Regions from separate parts of the Hordeum vulgare genome. Here region 2 is linked to region 1. The links are chromatin contacts, called in public Hi-C maps. All regions are on one chromosome and are shown on one strand. The core of a region is the stretch at or near the end of the contact, and the rest is flanking DNA. Distances in the headings are between cores, read along the strand shown. Region 1 holds the start of LOC123411786 (aquaporin NIP2-2-like). Region 2 has its middle 16 kb from the start of LOC123410114.

Region 1 (3,499 bases), core at 71-2,570:
AACATATTTTAGCGCGTTCGCGACGCTCCAACAGACGCTGCAAATTAAAACATAAAACTAGTCCAACACGCTAAAAATATATGCATAGATTTGTTACATAGTTCAGCATATAGATAATAAACTAATGCAACAAGATAATATAGATAATAAAATCAATCCAACGCGATAATAAAACTATCATAGATAGATAAAACTACTCCGAGTCATCACTGTGGGTGCTGTCCGAGGTAGATAGCCATGCGTCCTCCCAACGTTCATCGTCAGAAGTGAAGATGGACGTCCCACAGTTGTTGACGACCACGCACTACGATATAGCGAGTAACTTGCGCCGACGCCTGTCATGCCACTCCTCACGACGCCTTGCCGTCCTCTTCTCCCAGAAGGCGTTCTCAGCGGCGACGTCCTCCGGGTGGCGCCGACGCCACTCCGCCATGGCTCGCTCGTCCTCCTCGGCGACGAGGTGACGGCGCTACAGCCGACGGTGCTCCTCACTGTCCTGATCTATTATCAAACGAGGCGGAGGGGCGAGGTCCTGGCCTACTCGCGTGTGTAGACATCCTAAAAGTTCATCTACACACGAGGCCTCCCTAGGTGCCACGCCGCCGCGTCGTACGCGCAGGCGGCCTAATGCGAGGTTTTGAAAGTGCCGAGGCCGGCACGGACGTCGCCGGACCTGATCTAGATGTAGTAGACACCGGAGCGGCGTTCGCGAACGCCGCAGTAGCCCGAGGATCCAGGGCGGCGCGGCGGCATGGTGGCAGAGGGAGCGGCGAGGGAGAGGCAGAGGACGCGTGGCTATGGGCAGCCGCGTGACGAGCGCCGTATTTACAGGCACGCTGAAAACGGTGTGCCAAATTTAACGCGCGGCCGCCCGCTTTCTCTCGCGCGTCTTATTTTCCTGCGTCCGATGAAGCGTGCGATTTCGCCCCACGGATTTGAATTAGCGCCGCCTGACCGTATTTCCCCTGAGTTAAAAGAAAAGATAGGAAATCTTGCTTTTCAGAGTTATCGTCTAAATTTTCAGTTTAGGCGCGTGCGTTTTTTACGCCGTTGATAGTATGCAAACTAGCAATACTAGCATCAGTAGAATTCGTTGCTTCCTGTCAGTTTTCAGCTGGCCCGTTGGCCGGTGCCCCTCAGGCAGATTGGCTGGCCGGTCTGGCCAGGCGGCCACAAACGCAAAGGCAGTGCCTGCAGTGGAGTGGCGCGCCTACCACCTGTCACCTCATCTCCTCGCCCCCTCCACCCCTCGCGGGGACGAGGACGACCCGCCTCGGCCTCCACCTATAAATACGCGCCCGCTCGCCGCAGAACAGAGAACAGGCAAGCAACCGAGCATAGCTCCATACCCACTAATCACACGCCTCATCTTCTCTTCCGGGCAGCTCCGAGCTGTATGTAGCGAGAGTCGACCACTGCTAGCTGATACAACAGCTTGCCGATCGATACCATATATCGTAGCCTGCCTGTGATCAAGAGATCTCCGGGATCAACCTCGAGGCAGAGGCAGAGGCAGAGGTAGAGAGGGAGGGTAGTCGACCTGAGATCAGCAGCCAACCAAAGATGTCGGTGACTTCCAACACGCCGACGAGGGCCAACTCGCGAGTGAACTACTCGAACGAGATCCACGACCTGTCCACGGTGCAGGACGGCGCCCCCAGCCTCGCCCCCAGCATGTACTACCAGGAGAAGTCATTCGCCGACTTCTTCCCTCCCCACCTCCTCAAGAAGGTGAGCAACCCGCAGAGTTCGATCGCCGGTCATGGTTTTCTACTAGCTCAAACGTGCCTGCCGCTGACGTTGATGTTTCATGTATGAGCAGGTGATATCGGAGCTGGTGGCGACGTTCCTGCTGGTGTTCGTGACGTGCGGGGCGGCGTCCATCTACGGCGCCGACGTGACGCGCGTCTCGCAGCTGGGCCAGTCCGTCGTCGGGGGCCTCATCGTCACCGTCATGATCTACGCCACCGGACACATCTCCGGCGCGCACATGAACCCCGCCGTCACCCTCTCCTTCGCCTGCTTCCGGCATTTCCCCTGGATTCAGGTACGGCGATATTACGGAATCAAACGCAGACACATATGCTTGTCCAGTAGGACTTGGTTATCAACATGAACGTGCAAATAAGAAATTGTCACGCTAACACCACTGCACTGCGGGTCAAATGCATGATCGGTGCAGATAATTAGTTAAGCTTGGCTAATAAAAAAGGATTTTATATGTAACATGTACAACTAGTCCTCAACAACTGAAAAAATAGAACTGTATCATAATTAATTCATAAAACGCATCTGGATCGGCCATCCAAGCTGGATACAAGAACATATCCTATATCCGAAATAGTACTCCCGTATTTAAGTAGCACAAGTTGGAGACTTGGAGTAGCCAAAGGGCTTCCCTAGCTAGCCGTGTGTATATTGGGTTATTCCGCCACATGGCATGTAGTGGCAGCAAACTAAGTCCAATACATGCATGCTGAACATGCGAATGATTGGAAAAAAATTCAGATCTACCCAACTCCCTCACACAAAAATAAACGAGGCATCTTGATGTAGAACTATTTCATGATTAGGGAAGAACATGGCTTACCCTGAAAGCTCTTGTTAATTAGTCTCCACTAATTGCAGCTTCCCCGGACCAACCAAGGGGTTGACATTCGCTGACTATATTGTACTTCCTCATAGTTGCTCCCGGGCAACCGTCCCAATTATTGCAGCATATTAAATAGCCTGCTGGAGTTTCTTAGAACATGGTCTAGCTAGCGGCATAATAAGCAAGTTTGAAAGCGGCGTCACATGACGAACTCGCTGCTCAAGTCAAGCGCACGGTATAAACTCGACGTTGATGTCGCGACTATATGTCCATATATTCAATCACAAATCAACTTCATGCCATGAAGGCCAGTGGTAGTCTTTAGGCAAAAGATTGTCAGTGTCCCTCCCTGCATGCTCCAGCCAGCCATCGATGATCTCCATGCCAGGACGGGCAAGCTACTTTGTGCCTGACAAGTGACAACACCATCTGATTATATGGTTGTGGTGCCCAAAGATCATCGCTGCCGGCCGGCCCACCTCCGTCTGGTCATCACGCTTAGATTTCACAGGATTCGTACGATCTTTTCCCCGTAAACGACCTCCATCCATTGCTGGCCACAGGCGTGAACCTAGCGTGCATGCACGGAAAGGGAGGGAGCATATCACATATGCATAACAAGGACGGGGGTCAAAAGCTAAGGCTGCATTATGCCCTTGAGTCGCATCATGCACCTTCACGTCGTGCACTTCTGCATATACATAACGTATACCTACGCGCGCACCATGCGTGGTCTAGAGCGTGTGCAGCGTCCGTCTACGTCTTCTTCGTGCTGTGTGCTGATTGGATACGTTTGTGTTGTGAATAATTGTGATGCAGGTGCCGTTCTACTGGGCGGCGCAGTTCACGGGGGCGATGTGCGCGGCGTTCGTGCTGCGGGCGGTGCTGCACCCGATCACGGTGCTG
Region 2 (3,471 bases), core at 240-2,739, 500 kb after region 1:
TGCACATGAGTCTGGACATCGAATCGTTGCTCTGGTGCTCTTCTTTTGTTCCTTACCTCTCTTTTCTTATATATGGGTGACACTCTCTTAATCAACGGAACATGGCAAATCTTTTCCCATAACTTTTTTGGATACTTTAGAATAAAAAACAATGGATAGGCCATGTTTTTCTGTTAGTTGTTCAACGATGACATCCAAATTAATCACATAAGTATCCAAAGCTCATGAGTCATATCTTGATGTGTCAATATGCACCGGGTTGCTGCAAACAAAACAAAACAAACAAACAAAAAACTCCACTACACTGAAAGACAAAGCGGACATGCATGATCACTAATCGTGTGTGAACAATTTCTCCATGGCATGGGGGCAAGCAAGCACTTACCCCTGAACTTTCATTTTCATTGCCATCCAGACAAGAAAAAACAACACATGTGTGCACAAAACAAAGAGGAATATGCTGCCTACTCCATCAACCCATGCATGTCCATCATTGATCGGTGACGGTGACGGATAGAGATGCCATGCCGAGTATCAGGTATGGCCTCTTTGATTCGTAGAATTTTAAAAATGTATGAATAGAAAAAGTAGAGTCGGAGTGGCATGTTCACTTGAATTCTATAAGATTGGTAATGAGTGTTTGATGCCATAAAAAAACAAAAGAACTGTAAAACCAGGTTGAAATGGATGTTAGATTTTTTATAAAATATAGTATAAAAGATATCACAGAAAAAAATTCTATGGGATTCAATCTTATCTTTTACGAATCAAAGGACCAACATAGGAATAATTCTTAAAAATTTCAATCCTTTACAAATCCTATAAAAATCCTTTGAATCAAAGAAGCCCATAGCAGGGCAGGGAAACGGAGGGATAATGACGATAGATGCCTTTGTTGGAGCAAAAATATGTGGACGTCGATGGTAACGGTCTTTTGGGAAGGAGGGATGAGATGGGATGGCAACTCCCACGACATATCTAGGTATGCTTTGGAATAATCAACAGTGCTTCTGATCGCCTTGTTTTGAACCCAGTGCGTGCGTGTACAGCTGCGTGGCTGGTGGTGCGTCAGGAAGCGAAGCGTTTACGCAACATGCAAACGTGTGTTTCTGAACACATTTCATGGGTGCTGAGCATGGTTATTAGCTACCGTGGTCTTCTCTCGTCTGAGTTCACATTATCCTGGCAATGTTTTCAAGTTTTCGTCCTCCAACATACATAAATAAACGACTATGTTTCTTAGCGCGGTAGTTAAACCGTTCGCTTGCAAGCAACGCCAGTCGATCATGATCATGCATGCATGCATGCATGCATGTAACCTGGCTTCCTTTGGAAGTTTGCTTGCGTTCAGATTCGGTGTGTCACAGTTTTTATGAATTAATATGAGTTCTATCCGGTTCAACCCACTGAGCTTGCTTGTAGGCCAGACCGTCACTAGACCCACGCATGGACTTGTGGTGGAGGACGCCTGAGAAACACATGGGGCACGCACGACGTTAACACTTGGAGTCGCGCACACACAAAGGATCAGCTAAGAGCGTAGCCGGCCGGCCGGAGGATCGTCGAAAGGACGACCCGTCGCTGTAGGAACGATCCATCTCTCCGGCCGGCGTGGCACATGAGGTGAAACGTATCACGCCGCACTCCGGGTCTAGCCATGGCTAAAGGTTGTAGCGATCGGGGGGGCTACGTGGGCTTGGAATTCCGGGAGCTTTTCACTCGCCATCGATATGTCAGCGATCGTTAGTTGCTGTTGCTGGTGAGGTCTCAAGGTAATTAAGTTCACATGCATGGTATGTCTCTGTTGTTCCCTTGTAAGTTGTTCTCTTGTAAGTTGGTTTGCTAAGCATCGATCTCATCCTACTCCCTATATATGTGACTTGATATAAAGACATTTTTTGACATTGTTATGTACTCTAAAATCTCTTATAAAAAGTGACAGGGGGAGTATCATCTAGGGATTTGCTAGATGTAGGTCGCCTGAAAAACAAATTTGGATCAGTCTTCACACTGTGAGCCGTCGACTGCAAGATGGACGGCCAGATCAGCTTCTTCAACCTCCCGAAATGGTTACTGCTCATCTTCTCCAACCTCGAACCCTCGATTATTTATGTTTTCAGGCAACTTATATGTAATTTAGCTATTGTGATCATCTAGTATTTAATTCTGGCCGTTTGTTTCTGGTGTATCATATGCACCATGCACCAGGTGTCAGCATACAGAATCCCTTCCCTTTGGAGGAAACTTCATTATGAGGCGATGGAAAGTCCAAATGATGGATCGATCATTAGCGCACTATAGCGACAAGACTACTGAGGCTAGTCGTGCCGGGTCATATCTTATTAGAGTTGTGCAATGCATGTTTACCCAGGAGAGATCACTTTTAATATAATAATTTTGTCGGGTGTTTATAGTGGAGGTGGAACCCTTTTGTTGATCATCCGTATAGAATCTGGGGCGGTATTTTATGTGGAGGACGTGGAAAATCTTAATCTTTTCGCTTTTGTCTGTCAATTCTGACTGGATTTCACCCCGCGGGTGACTTGGAAAGACAGGGAGCCCATTCGCGGCCTTGATCGATCCACATCTTGTTTTTTATTTTTTTTATTTTTTTTATTTTTTGCGAAGAGATCCGCATCTTGTTGAACCCGACGCATGGAAAAATGGAAGGTAAAGAAAGTAGTACGGGCAGGAAGATGGCAAGTCCGGTACAATTCCGCTGGATTAAAAGCTGTGTCATCTGAGTTAGTGCGTTGATGGCTTAGCCACGAAAAAATGTCTTGGGCGATTTCGGCCACAGATTTGTGTGCTTTTCCAACATTTGGAGGGCCCCCAGTCTGTTGAGGTCGTATCTGGTGCAATCGAGTCGTTAAAAGGAGGCCATTGGCTTTACACCTGGTCCTTTGTGAAAATATGCAATTATCATTTTATAAAAAGTTATAAAGTTAGAAACATCCACAATCATGTGTCAATGATAGTGAAAGACTTTTTTCAGAATTAAGTCTACGCATGGCAGGGACAAACAAAAACAGACAGCTCCTTAGGAAAAGGAAACTCCAACGGAAGAAACATAGATAAATCTCTGAAATTTATCTATACTCTATACCTATACTAATAAAAGAAATAGATATTCTTAGTCCGTCTTGCTATTTTATAGAAACCCCCTCATGTTTCTAACATTAAACCTGTAGTACATATTAAATGTTTTTTAAAATACCCATATCTTCTAAACCGTAACTCAAATTTAACATATTATATATGAAATTTGATTAGAAAAATATGTAGAATTTGAATATGATGTTATTTTACATGTTAAACATTTAATAAAATAATTATCTAGGGTGCAATTTTAATAAATAATTCGTTTTTCGTTTTTCTTTCATAGCAGTACTAATCCCGATTGGGGATGAACACGTCAACAAAATCTGGATTGGAGATGAAAGTGAAGATCACTTGCCCGTTTCTCTATAT

The links. Hi-C and Micro-C count contacts between places; a contact is called where the count stands out from the background.
Region 2: a contact with region 1 is called in a Hi-C map of leaf, with 7 times the contacts expected there. The contact joins the enhancer-like site here to the promoter of LOC123411786 in region 1. A contact is called at or near these places in 2 of 6 Hi-C or Micro-C datasets (leaf and seedling).

Annotation. Positions count from the first base shown.
Region 1 is chr7H:92,280,899-92,284,397 of MorexV3_pseudomolecules_assembly, forward strand. LOC123411786 (aquaporin NIP2-2-like) reads left to right here and starts at 1,321. Exons shown (of 5, transcript XM_045104750.1): 1 at 1,321-1,731; 2 at 1,823-2,047; 3 at 3,413-3,499. The coding sequence starts at 1,564.
Region 2 is chr7H:92,778,507-92,781,977 of MorexV3_pseudomolecules_assembly, forward strand. No RefSeq gene overlaps it. Among protein-coding and RNA genes, the nearest start is that of LOC123410114, 16 kb to the right of the region's middle. Within about 2 kb of position 1,490, at least 1 of the 3 cell types and tissues checked has open chromatin away from gene starts, as enhancers often do. A contact at or near this core is called in leaf, where this site is marked.